Linked DNA regions of Sus scrofa: regions 2 and 3 are each linked to region 1. Evidence: chromatin contacts called from public Hi-C and HiChIP or PLAC-seq data. All regions are on one chromosome and are shown on one strand. Each heading gives the region's core, a stretch centred on a gene start, on an enhancer-like site or on the middle of the called end of the contact. The rest is flanking DNA. Distances are from core to core; before and after follow the strand shown. Region 1 has its middle 25 kb from the start of CTLA4. Region 2 overlaps RAPH1 (ras-associated and pleckstrin homology domains-containing protein 1). Region 3 has its middle 47 kb from the start of RAPH1.

Region 1 (4,400 bases), core at 1,040-3,539:
CCTCTGTCCACCTGAGACATGGACGCACTTCCCACAGCCAACGTCCTCATGTCTCACATTTCAGAACTCAAAGCATTCTAGGTGGTAGAGACAGTGTAATCACTGTACCCTTTATTCCTCCTCTTGAAGACCACTCTCATTTGAAGGGACTTGCTTATACCAGAAAGATGGAGGCGTTCTGACCACATTCCTTGGAAATGGTGTGAAAACGGTCAGTCACATCCTCAGCTAAGCTGGAGTCTTGGCTGTGAAAAAAGTGGTCCCTGAAGTAGAGGAACAAGGACCCAGCCAGTAGGAGAGGCCACATCCTCAGTGACCCAGCACAAAGGGCCTCAGAAGGTCCGCCTGTCTCCAAAATGACCTACTGTGCCCGATTCTTGCGGAGTGATCTTCAAGCTCCGGAGTCTTCTTGTCACAGTTATCAACCTTTCTCTGACCAACACGTTTTCTTTGGGACTGGGGTTTCCTCCGAGTTCAAGTATCCAGTCCTTAATTATCGGCATCCTTCCTTTGAATGGTCCCATTTACAAAGCCTAATAAATCAAAACTGTGGTGCCCCGATCTGACGCCATCACATCCCGATAAACCACCTAAAGACTCCCTCGTGTTCAGAGTTTCCGGTGCGGTAAAATGAGATTACCTTCTTTCCTGGTTTTCCAACTTCACGTTTGAAAATGAATTCCTCCGAGAGGGATTTTGGAAACATGAAAAAACACACAAGTATTTCCCTGTCCTAGTTTTATTTCTTGATTGGCCGCAACAAGAAATGTTCAAAAATGTACATAGCAACCTGTTCTGACAATTCCCTTTATCTGTGGGGGTCAACCCCAGTACACATTGAGATCACCTGAGGAACTCTTAAATAGTAGTGCCAGTGTCCCAGCCCCAGTGGTACTGATTCAATTGGTCTGAGTTGGAACCCAGGCAACAATAGTTTTTAGATTTCCCCCAGATGATGGTTGTGATGAACAGCTATGACTAAGAACCAATGCTAACTTCACAAACACTGCTGGACTGGATCCATTTCTATGAGTCCAAGTTCTTTGTTCAACTCAGAGGAGGGTGGCTCAGAGGAGATGTTTCCTTGATTCATGAGCTGCTCTTGCCTGTCACGTACATTTTCTTCATAATTGACTAAGACGTGCTCTGACTCATTTCAAAAGTCAAAGAAAGCCTAAATTCTACTTTTAAGTAGATCTGAACAACTTCACGATCTCTATGCTCTTGCATGTGAAAAGTGCATTTTACGTTACAGGTCCTTTTTTCTTACAGAATCTCATTCCATCCTCAGCATAGTCCTCAGATAAACAAGTCAGATGTTATTCTCCCCCTTTATAAAATTTATTTATTTATGTATTTATCTATTTGGTCTTTTTAGGACCCATCCCACAGCATATGGAAGTTCCCACGCCAGGGATGGAATCGGAGCTACAGCAGGTGGTCTACACCACAGCCACAGCAATGTGGGATCCGAGCTGAATCTTCGAAATACACCATAGCTCATGGCAAGGCCGGATCCTTAACCCACTGAGCAAGGCCAAAGATCAAACCCACATCCTCATGGATACTAGTCAGGTTCATTACCACTGAGCCACAATGGGAACTCTTATTCTCTCCTTTTAAAAAGGAGGAGCTCATTGCCTTGAAGGGAGGGAGTCATTTCTCTAGGCTCACACCAAGGGAAAATGGCAGGATCAAGTCTAGAATCAGGTCTCATCTTCTTTGCACCACCAATGCTGCCCACAGCTGAGTGTGCTCCCCAATCCTATTGACCCAGAATACCACCCGACTTCCTTTGCCTTCTGAAGTGCTTCTCAATCCCAAGGTGCCTCAAATCACCTGGGGATCTTGTTACAAATGTAGAATCTGAGTCACTAGGTTTGGGGTGGGGACTAAGAGTCTGCATTTTGAATCTGCTCCCACTGACACCGATGCAACTAGGAACCACACTTTGAGGAGCAAAGTCATAACAAAATCACAGCATATGTCCCTTCAAATCATACTGAAGGAAAAAAAAATTAAACTGAGCTTCACTCCTCTCCTGGATGCTCAGGAGACAACACACATTTATTGAAGAAAATCCTTCAGCTCCTTGGCCGTTGTCTCTAGAATACATGTTATTCTTTTGGCAGCCAAATCATCATTGCGCTCATGTCTGGGAATCGGATCAACAGCTGGAGTTGCAGCAGCCACTGGCTAAAATTTCCCTTCCCCCCATCTCTTTCTCTGCTGCTGCTGCTCTGCTTCCAGTTCTCAGGCCAGCAGGATAGGCCCACTGGGACCAGAGGGCCATCTGGCCATGCAGCTGGCCTGGGTTTCTGAGTCTGAGAACACAATGGCGATTCAGTGCTGCAATCCAAGTCCTTAGATGACATCTTTAGTTCCTGGAAATAAACTCCGAGGAACAGTTATTGACAAAGGGTTATGGCTTGAAATCCATTAAAATAATGTTATATTGGCATTGATGAAGATGCTCTTTTTCAGTCTATTCTTACCCTTAAAGTAGCCTAATTATTAAATACCTTTCCCTTGGCAATATGTAAGAATGCCCTGGTGATCACAAAGAACCAGGACCCAAAGGCTTAGGTTTAGTTCCATTTCTGCTGTGGACTAGACAACTTGGAGCACATATTATTAGCTTTCTATCCTTTAGAAAAGTAAATGATAAAACTATAGGCTCTTCAACAATCTTTCTTAGCACTAATACTCTTTGAGACAGGGGTTGTATCTTCACAAATTAGTAGGAGAAATGATCTTAAAGAAATTTCATCTCTCTTCCCTCTATTTACCCATTTACCCCCCAAAAAACTATCTTACATTCTGATTGCCCCACAAGCCATTTGATCATAGCTTGCTATATTGTGGAGCCACCCCATATTAAACAGTCATTTTTTAAGAATTACCCATTTGTATGTAAATACAATTTTAAAAGAAACCATTGAACATGTGCAGCTCTGTCTTAACACAGAGACCCTCTCAATCCCATTTGAATTGGATTCTTCTTTCCTCCCTCTATTTGCTCTCTTACATTCCCTGCCATTCTGATGAGTGTGTACATTTACAATCATAAGAATTTTAAATAATCATATTTTTAAATAATAATGATGTATTCCCTTCACTTCTTTCTAATCTCTGCACCCCCATGGTCTCATAACTTGCCTTTGCTCTTCTTTGCCGCAGGGAAAGAATGTGCCAGAGGAAAAGGCAGAACTACTCCCATGGGTTTTCTCCCTTTTGTTTAACAGGAGACCTCCACATAAGGGAGGTTCTCAAAGAAGCCTGAACTGAGGATTTCCTTCAGCCCCTAAAGAGATTCCCCCAAGGGTCAGGAAGAGAGAGGTCAGGGAGCAGAGGGTACCTATGTCTCATTCCTGGTAACATCACCTGGAAGATAGCCAGACCACAGAGAGGGAAGGGAATGGCTGTAGGGTACATACCAGCCAATGGGACCAGAGCCAGCTTCATTCAAGACACCTCTGCCCAAGCTGAACATGTATGGGCCTGAGACCCACTATTCCTGGAGGGTGAAGAAGACCCAAAAAACTGGAATGGGACAGGTGTGGGAAGACCTAATGACAGCTTACCCCAGCAACTTAACATTGCACAAGATCCAGAAATGTGACACAATCCTGGGTAGAGATGGGGAAACCCCAGAAGGGATTGAGGTTAAATTTTCTTTCCACTAACCTAGCAGAATGCAGCTTGCAGTCAGAAATCAAAATCTGAAATTGAAGTACTAAAACAAAGAAAATGAACTGAAATACATTATCCCTCCCTAAAATTCATATCTGCTCCATCCACATGGAGTTGTAGCGCATAGTTTTGCATGATCAACTCCAGTAGGAATCAACACTTAAAAATAGTGGAGAATCTAAGATACTGTTCATTAACTGTTCCTTGAGTGCTAAGCATCCTTGAAGTACCTAGAGCCATGCATGACATACAGCAGCTTCTATGAATATTGCTTGCTGGCTGGCTGGTTGCCTGAATGACCAGCATATTTAATAAAACACGGAATCAACTCCCTTCCTTTCTTTTATTGTGCCAGTTTGAATACAGAAAGACAGAAGACTATTTGGATCAGTAAAATGTGAGCTAAGAGTGGGCCCTTAATAATAGCCTTTACCAGATCCATTTCTGCAGAGTACTCCAAATATCCAGACTACAAGAAGTCATTCCTTTTCACCAGAGAGCTGACCCTGGAAGGCAGACAGCTGCTATACATGGTTTTACAAGGACTGTAAAGGCGTTAAGGGTTTTGAAGTTCCAGGACCACTGTGAAGTCTGAGATGCCATATTTCGAAGTGCAAAGTTCATCCTCGGCAGCTGTGCTATAACCAGACTTGCCTGGGTGTTAACTGAAATTGAAAATAGACTCTCCACAGCCCTAGGTCTTCACT
Region 2 (4,400 bases), core at 1,376-3,875, 360 kb after region 1:
CTACAGTGGCCTGCAGGACCTTACCAAATCTACCTTCCTATTCCCTGCCCCTCTGTGTCTTTCTTCTCTCCCTCCTTTACCTTGTCAGCCATACTGCCTCTCAGTTGTTCTTTGCCACAAGTCAGAGCCCACCTCGGAACCTTTGCACTTGTGTCTCGGCCTGGATGCCCTTCCCCATGATAGACCCCCTAATTGCCTTTAGGGATTGCTCAAATGTCATGTGCCAGCGAGGCCTCTGTAATCACCCTATTTTAAAGCTGAGCTCTTCTTCCTCTGCCCTGTGTTTATTTTTTATCTACCTTTTCTGCTTTATATTACTATTTTTGTCACCTTTTAAAATATTATATATTTTACTTTTTAAAAATTTTGCTCATCTATCTTCTCTCACTTGAATATTAGCTCCATGGGGAGAGGAGTTTTTTAAAACATTTCTTTGATTCTTAATGTATCCTTAGCATCTAGAACATTATTTGGCTCATAGGAAGCAATCAGATTATTTGAATTAACATTTAAATATATGCATGTGTGCCATACATCTTTGTCTAGAAGTCTTGTACTTTAAAATTATCAGCAATTGTTTTCTTTCAAGATGGTGGATGGAGTGCTACAAATGAAGTAACATGTGAAAACTCTGATAGTAAATTTTTTTTCTTAACAACTAAGTTCTTTTGAGGCAATAATTATACCTGTTTTAAAGAAACCCAGGACAGAATAGTTACTTTCACTAAATTTCGGTGACAGAAATACCAATTAGAAAAATCAATTTGAGGTTGGTACTATTTCATCTTGGGGATGTGGATATGTAAACTATCTAAAAATAAAGTAGCTCTGTAGCTTATCTTTCTACCTCCTTGCTCTCTGAAGCCAGAAGTATAATTGCACAACAGTATGTCTTTTTCCCTTGGGCTTTTTTTCCTTGATTTTTGTTGAAATACTCTGCTTCCAGGCACTTGACATGCGTTATCTCATTTAAGCCTCCCACTATCCCTTTGGTAGGGGCATTATTCCAAAAAAGAGATTAAGTAGGTCAAAAAACTGGTAAGTCTGTATTTGAATTCCAAAACTACAACATCTGTCTCCCAACTTTTATCAGTATCTTAAAAAAAAAATAAACTGAAGCAGATTATCAAGAATGATTATTTCCTAAATGTTAAAGAAGGCTTTAGCAGAAAAATATTTTCCATGGATAAACATAAAAATGAATTATAGAATGTTTTTAGTTAATATTCTTTTGAAATCCACCAGTAATGTTCATTTGCCAAGTTTTTAAAATTAGAATTCATTGTAGTTGAAGTAAATTCTAATAAGGGCTCTTTATTATCTAAAGCAATGTGAGGTATATGCTGCAGCTGACTTACTGGTACTTTAGTCACAGTAACTGATAAAACAGTACTTTTCAGTAAGACAGCAGTTTGCAAATTTAAGTAGTAATCTCATGTTATAACTTCATATAAAGTAGAATTTACTGTTACAAGGTTAATGGCAAAACAGACCTTTATTTTCTCATAGGGTATAAACTAATGATTCTTCTGAATTTGGAATTTTATACATGAAACTGTATTTTCCCAATGAAAGAAAATGCTTTTAGATGCTTTGCCTGAAGTTGATGGTGGATTCAAAAAGTTTTGCTGAGTCTATAAGGATACTTGATGATTGTATTATAAATTTTTTGATAGGAAAATATTCCTGAGTATATGAGCTACTAAAACTTTTCAGTGTTGTATATTTCCCCCTCATATGTTTGTTTTGTTTTTTTTAATGAAATCTTTCATGGACACACATTATAACTTGTGATGTAGGCAACACAGCATATCATAGCTTCAGTGTAATTTCTTTGCTTCTTTCACTCTTCAGAACTGTTACAGAATTAAGGTGTGCAGAAATTCTGAAGTATTGGAAGGAAAATGGCGATTGTGTTTATTGTAACATCAGGTGGCACTGGCACTGAAGTCCCAAATTATTCTTAGCAAACAACCTTTTGCTCTGAACTATTAACCAGATTTGGGGAGGGGGGCATGGGGCTTTCTGAAACTTTAAGAGGCTTACGGGACTAAAAGATCGGAGCTATTAGTTATTACAGCGACATTTATTCAAAAATTCTAAGGGTCATGTTGCAGTATCTCGCTTAAATTTATTCACATGTACCAACTTGGTGTTTAGTTCTAGATTTCACTGGCCTAGTGAGATTTATAGAAGGAATGGGTATCCTATGAAAGAAGATCTGAATTCGGTGAAAGCCAAAGGAAAAGCCTGGTTCTCAGAACACAAAACCCAGAGAATACTGGCATGTGTGCCCTGTTCCTTAGTGTGTGGATTTCTTAGAAATTTGTGCAATATTTCCATGAGGAAGTAAAAAAAAAAAAAGCATCTTTATTTGGTTTTAGGTCTTAAAGAAGAGAAGGGGGAATAGAAAATAATATCAGCTGCTCTACTGAGTGCTTAGTCTGTTTGGGACATTTTGCTTTACATGACTTAACCCCCTGAATCTGTACAGTGCATAGTGGAATAGGTACCATTATCTCTATTTTACAATGAAAGATAACTTTCCCGATGATTTAAACCCAGACAGTCTGATTGTAGAGTTCATACAGCAGTACCTGCTGCTTCATCACAGAATTGAGGAAGTAAGGCAAGAATAGACCGACCAGTACTTCTCAGATCCAGACCTGGAGGCAGAACTGGATGGTATTAAGAAGGCAAAGAGGAGTTCCCGTCGTGGCGCAATGGTTAACGAATCCGACTAGGAACCATGAGGTTGCGGGTTCGATCCCTGCCCTTGCTCAGTGGGTTAACGATCCGGCGTTGCCGTGAGCTGTGGTGTAGATTGCAGACGCGGCTCGGATCCCGCGTTGCTGTGACTCTGGCGTAGGCCGGTGGCTACAGCTCCGATTCAACCCCTAGCCTGGGAACCTCCATATGCCGCGGGAGCGGCCCAAGAAATAACAACAACAACAACAACAAAAAAAGACCAAAAAAAAAAAAAAAAGTTGAAAAAAAAAAAAAAAGAAGGCAAAGAGATTTATGCAGTAACATCTCCACCTTGTGGTGTGTTAGTGTAATCCCGAATATATTGTTAAAATTTAACAACTATAAACTAGCTCTAATCTAAATGAATTGAAGCTTAAAAATTCAGATGAGGGCTGGTGGTTTCCCACTCGTGTCATAATAGTAATGTTCTTATTACTCATTTAATTATTTTAGCAGCCCTTGAAAATAAATGTTACCGTTACACCATTTTACACATGAAGAAACAGGTTAAATGTAAGCCTGGAGTCACATTGCCGGTAAATGGCTGAGCTGGGGCTTGAACGCAGGCACTCAGGCCCCAGGGTCTGGATTCTTAACCATCATGTTCTGCTTATTTGCAGTATTTGTGAAGAGCACATATACTTGTCAGAAAGAGATGGATGTGAATCTGTTTTATTGAAACATTAATGTGTGCTCACAAACTTCCAGTTTCTTGCAGTTGTAATCTAAGGTGTTAACTATCAAAAGGAAGAGTTTTATTTTATAACCACCACTTTGGCACAGGGCTATTTCTTGATTATGGTTTGGCTCCCATATTCAGATCAGTGCTTTTCTATACCCCCTCCTCCACAAGATTCAATTCAAGAAAGTAGTGACCCATGACTTACTTTGCAGAGGTTTGTGGAGAGCTTTTGAGAGATTGATGGAGAACTTGATAGATTTATAACAAATGAAAGTTTTTGAATCTGAGAAGGTGTGGAGCAAAACTTATGTGCAGAATTGACCTTTGCATTCGCTTTTCTTAAGTGTTTTGAGCACAGTTTTGACATTTATGAAAGTAGTGATGAAGAAAAGGGGGTAACTTTTTTGTCGTATTTAAATATTTTATGGAAATGGAACCTATTTAACATTAAATAAACTTTCTATCATTTTCATAATCCCTTTTCATCTTTATTAAGGTAACATTTGATCTTTGCATATGCACTTTTCCTGTTGTTTTTGTTACTTCACATGCATGTATTCATTCTTTGGTAAGAATGTATTGAATTTTAATAAAATGTTCCATCATACTGTTTAGCATGACACAAAGGCAGCCATCTCTTGTTGAACACTTTGGATTTTGACTTAGAAAAAAAATAAGCATTTGGAAATATGATGGAAGATTGTGTGAGATTAAATCTAGAGAGAATAGATTTTTTAAAACCTTTTTATTTTGAAATGTCAATTTACAAAAATTTGAATGAGTAGCACAAAGAACTCGCTACTTAGATCCACTAGTTTTTAATGTTTTGCCACATTTACTTTATTATTTTTCTAAGTATACATTTTTTTTCCTGGACTATTTGAGAGTTGGTTGCCTTTATCCTGCCCTTTTAGCCCTTAATATTTAAGTCTTTATTTCCTAAGCATGAGGATACTGGCAATACAGATAT
Region 3 (4,400 bases), core at 829-3,328, 260 kb after region 1:
ACAGCCAAAGCGACCAGGCTTGTTTTGGTTTTTTTTTTTTTTTTTCCTACTCTCCTGAGTTGGAAGAGGTCCTCAAACCTGGCGCAGAGCTGAGAGGAAACAAACTTTTGATCTTGCCAATGGGACTAGCTGCTCCAACCAGATTCCTGTGTATCTCTGTGGTTGCACTTATTTATTTAACCCCAGAGAGCATTTACTATATTTCAGGCATTCTTTTACATAGTTCCTAAATATTAACTCCTATAACGACCCTATGAAGTAGGTACAATGATGCTACCTATTTTACAAGAAGGGAACTAGGGAACTAGACATAGAGAAGTGAAGTAACTTGTGCAAGGGCACACAGCCTGGGAGAAGCAGAGCAAGAATTTGGATCCAAGCACCCAGGCTCAAAGCTCATGTTTCTAACCATTGCCCCACACAGTTTTGCTACCTTTTTTTCTGAACCATTTGTGTTTCTCTCCCCCTCTAGAGTCTAAGCTACGGTCCCTGCCATAGAGAACTTGGATAATCTTTGCGTTTCCAGTGCCTACTGCAATGCCTAGTACCTAGTGGTTCCTAATAAATGCCTGATAGATGGATGGACAGATGCATGAATAAATGAGTGAACAAATGAATACTTGCCAGGCATATTAAACACACAAACACCAGGGACTGCAGGGCCCTTGACAAAGGGAGTAACAAGGGGACACCAAGTTCAATCAACGTGATCTTCTGTGTGACAAAAGGAAGCCAGGATCCAAGCCAGGGAGTGGCTGATGGAGCTTCGTGGGGGAGGTGTGGGGATGTGGCTCATAACAGGAGCTGTGGGTCAGTCGCTTAAAAAAGCAGCTGAGGTCAGAGGAGGCTGGGGCACAGGAAATTGTTGTACAATAATCTGTTGCTTGGAAATGTCCCGCTCACCCCTTGCTATGTGGTATTTTAGAGGTTCTGCGCTCCTCATCTGAGAGAATATATGGATTTGGTCAACCATGATTTGTGTGCAGAAATGACTGTTCCCATAGATCATTGTCAAAAATCTTACAGGAATGGCACACCATAACCACTGTAAAGTAAGCTGGAGTAAGCACAGCTTGAATTCAGCCATGGGAAGGACAGACTCATTCAAAACACAACTGATCTATCTGATAGCATAAAAGCCAGAAAGACCATTTCTGAAAGAAACCTTCATACATGTTTGAGCATTCAGTGGGCCTGATTCTGCTTTTGTGCACAGATGTGGGTAAACACAGGCATTAAAGAAGACAGAAGGCACATTCACACACTATTCTCTCTCCTTTATTTCCCTCTCCAGCCAGAACCATCAAGCTAGACCATGAGTCAGAGGTCAGTAGGCATCACTCGTTTCAAGAGGAAAAAGCAAAAGTAGCTAATGTTTATTGAGTGCTTGTTTGGTGCTGGGTTTTATTCCAAGTACTTCATCTACATTCATTTACTGAGACCTCATGACAATCCCCACTTTACAGTGGCAAAGAGGCATGGCGAACTCAGGCAATTTGTGGAAGGGCACATGGCAAATAATTGGTAAAGGCAGGGTTCAAACTCAAGGCAGTACTTAGAACCACAGCTCTACAGATCATCCACTCTGAATAGAGTGAGTAATGGAATGACTGGAATGGAAAACTGGCTTCTAGCAGCCACCCCACCCACCTCACCTTTGAATACCCATTTGGAGACTATGGACTGCATATTTGCTCCTGACTATGCTGAATCACCCAGAATGCTTATCCTCTAGGTTTAATAGAGGTAAGAGAGTAGAAACATCCCAAAGACTTCCATAGATGGACAGTACAGTCTCAGGATAGAGCCTTCGCTAATCGTTGGCGGAGCACAAACAGATCCAGGAAATAATCCATCCAAGATATGACCATGAATTCTGTTCCACGCTAGGTTAGCACAAGCTGCTATTTTAAGTGACTATTTTTATTTCAAGCCACTATTACTGTCCCCAGGCTCCCCAACACACTTACTTCAGACCGAACTTATTCAAATTAGAGAATGCCTCAGCAAGACTAGGAAGCCCTTGGCACCAGATTTCCATCTTGGCAAGGAACCAGAGTAAGAAGGCCCTGCTCCGCCCTTGTGGACCAAGCCCATCCAAAGCAAACAGTTCCCATGACTGTTTACGGTAGGACAAGCTTCTTCCTTTAAACAGGGCAAACGTGGAAAATCACCCAGCCCGACACTGCTTGTTATTTTGGCGCTTCTGAAATTCAGGGAGGAGGCCTTACCAACCAGAGATCCAGCCCCCTCTTCAAATGGGGAACAGAGAAATGGGGAAGCAGATCAAATGTCCTATTGGAAGCTGTAAAGATTTGATTGTTCTCTAAAAGCACGTTCTTATCGCAATTACTTAAACAGTGACTCCATTTAATATCTCCACTTAACCAGCACCTCCTGCCACAGCTTGCAAATCCTCCCAGGTTTTCTGTGACACCACCCAGAGGAAATTCCCAGTCTGCCTGTGTTCCTCTGGCCTGCCACTGGCAAGACCAGGGAAAGGGCCTTAGGTGAGTTACTTCCCAGTCACTGGCTTCTGCTGCTGGATGACTCCAGTTGTCTAGTTAGTAATAAGGACCATCCTGTTATGGCTGACGTCCTTTGACTACCAGTAACATCTGCTAAAGTTTTAAAGAAAATATTAGCGAGTATTTACAGACCCAAGTCTGAACCTTGGTAGACCAAAATAAGACATCTGGATGACATGCAGGTGAATTGGCAGCTTTATGAAACACTGGATGAGGTTAAATGTAAGGCATCTGACCTAGGCTAGTATATGAGTGATTTGGATAAATCTACATGGATTTGAATTTGTCTTTTTTCTAGGTTCCCAAGGGTCAGGCATCCCTTATGCAAGCTTCACTGAACATTTACTGTTTTAATTCTGAAGTGACTAGGCCAATTAAAATAATAGATGGTATTAAAGACATTGGGAATAGCAAAACAATGTTTGATTTTTATTTATACGGGAGTCTCTTCTAGAAATGGAAAAGACTATCGCGACAGGACACAAAGAGAAAAACCACTCACTGAAATCTGCATGTTCCTACACCATAAAAAGAAGACGGGTGGGGGGAGTAGGAATCTTTAAGAAGGGCTTATTTACTTATGTTCAAAATAAAGTAGGTATCTGGTGCCTTCCAGGGGTTAATTCGCGATTACCCCAGATCTTGGCAACTAATGATCCAGGAAAAAAAAGCCTCTGGGAGCACAATGACATCAGAACCTCTGGCTTTTCCCTTCTATGTGTGCAGTAGAATGAGGGGTGTGCCTTACAGCAGCATCTGTTTCTCTTTGCCTCCACATGAAAACCTGAGAGGGGACATCAGTGCCACTGTCAGATTGGCCAGTGTGCAGTCGTGCTCCTACAGCAGCTGCACGTGCCTCCTGAAAACTCTCCTTCCCCCCGCAGATCAGCTTTTATATTTCTAATCCCACGAATCAAAGTGCCATGCATGGAACTACAACCTCTGCTGTATCAGCCTGGGAAATAAACAGCACCAACTCCAGGCCCCAGGGCTGTCAATGAGTTTATAATTCAAAAAAAAAAAAAAAAAGGTAAATATGACAACCCACAAATGCATACACTTTTGTACATCTTTTAAATGAAGATTGTTTGAAATGTAAAAAAAATGTATTTTATTCAGCTCTTGCTGCTTCTATTCTCTTTTAAAGTAAAGGAGATTCATTGTAGAGAGGCTTGGCTCTTCTAGAGAAGAATTTTCAGTTTTGAGCAGAGGAAAAGATGAAGAAGAAATAACATAATTAATGTTAGATTATTTACAATTGAAAACAGAATTTGGAAACATGCAATGAGTATTTAATACTCTAATTACTATTATTAGCATGTTCTTATTTTATTAAAATGGCTAATACTCTTCTCCATTCACTATCAATTCATATTCTCATTTGCAGAGCACTATAATAATCATTCTATTAATCAGGTGTTTATTACAAGTTTTCAACACTGTAGCTGATTCCTTGAGACATTGTTAAAGAGTGATTGCATTTATAGACTCCAGTTTTCTCTCTTAGGCCAGTTTGAATACATCCACCACATCAAACCAAGGCACAAATTTCAGTTTGAGTCAGTCGTATTTGTTTTCTATTTATTTACAAACCCTGACTCTTCCCAGAACGGATTTGAAGCTGCTATTATAGTCAGTTAGTCACACCAGTCCTTAGGACTCCAAGAGTGGGTAGAAACCAGTATTTCTGGTTCCTTCTTGCCTGTGGAACCTCACACAGCCATTAGAGACCTGTGCAGACTGGCTCAGATAACTGCCAGTAGGACCAGCCATTCCAGCTTCCTTCAGCAGCCAAAGAGGGAGCTAGCCAAAGTCGTGAACTCTAGAGAGGCCATGTCTTTCTTATCAGTATGGAATAGGCCATCGCTACCA

What was found. A called contact is a pair of places that touch in the nucleus more often than the background predicts. HiChIP or PLAC-seq counts read pairs in DNA pulled down with a chosen protein or histone mark.
Region 2: a contact with region 1 is called in an H3K27ac HiChIP or PLAC-seq map of skeletal muscle. The contact joins two enhancer-like sites. A contact is called at or near these places in 2 of 47 Hi-C or Micro-C datasets (retroperitoneal adipose tissue and skeletal muscle) and 2 of 2 datasets of contacts at active chromatin or transcription factors (alveolar macrophages and skeletal muscle).
Region 3: a Hi-C map of skeletal muscle shows a contact between it and region 1, with 6 times the contacts expected there. The contact joins two enhancer-like sites. A contact is called at or near these places in 2 of 47 Hi-C or Micro-C datasets (skeletal muscle and subcutaneous adipose tissue) and 1 of 2 datasets of contacts at active chromatin or transcription factors (skeletal muscle).

What each region holds. Positions count from the first base shown.
Region 1 is chr15:107,306,105-107,310,504 of Sscrofa11.1, reverse strand. No RefSeq gene overlaps it. Among named protein-coding and RNA genes, the nearest start is that of CTLA4, 25 kb to the right of the region's middle. Within about 2 kb of position 2,289, at least 16 of the 83 cell types and tissues checked have an H3K27ac peak or open chromatin away from gene starts, as enhancers often do. A contact at or near this core is called in retroperitoneal adipose tissue and skeletal muscle, where this site is marked.
Region 2 is chr15:106,945,511-106,949,910 of Sscrofa11.1, reverse strand. All of the region lies in intron 4 of RAPH1 (ras-associated and pleckstrin homology domains-containing protein 1), which reads left to right. Among named protein-coding and RNA genes, the nearest start is that of RAPH1, 50 kb to the left of the region's middle. Within about 2 kb of position 2,625, at least 15 of the 83 cell types and tissues checked have an H3K27ac peak or open chromatin away from gene starts, as enhancers often do. A contact at or near this core is called in retroperitoneal adipose tissue and skeletal muscle, where this site is marked.
Region 3 is chr15:107,042,334-107,046,733 of Sscrofa11.1, reverse strand. No RefSeq gene overlaps it. Among named protein-coding and RNA genes, the nearest start is that of RAPH1, 47 kb to the right of the region's middle. Within about 2 kb of position 2,078, at least 27 of the 83 cell types and tissues checked have an H3K27ac peak or open chromatin away from gene starts, as enhancers often do. A contact at or near this core is called in skeletal muscle, where this site is marked.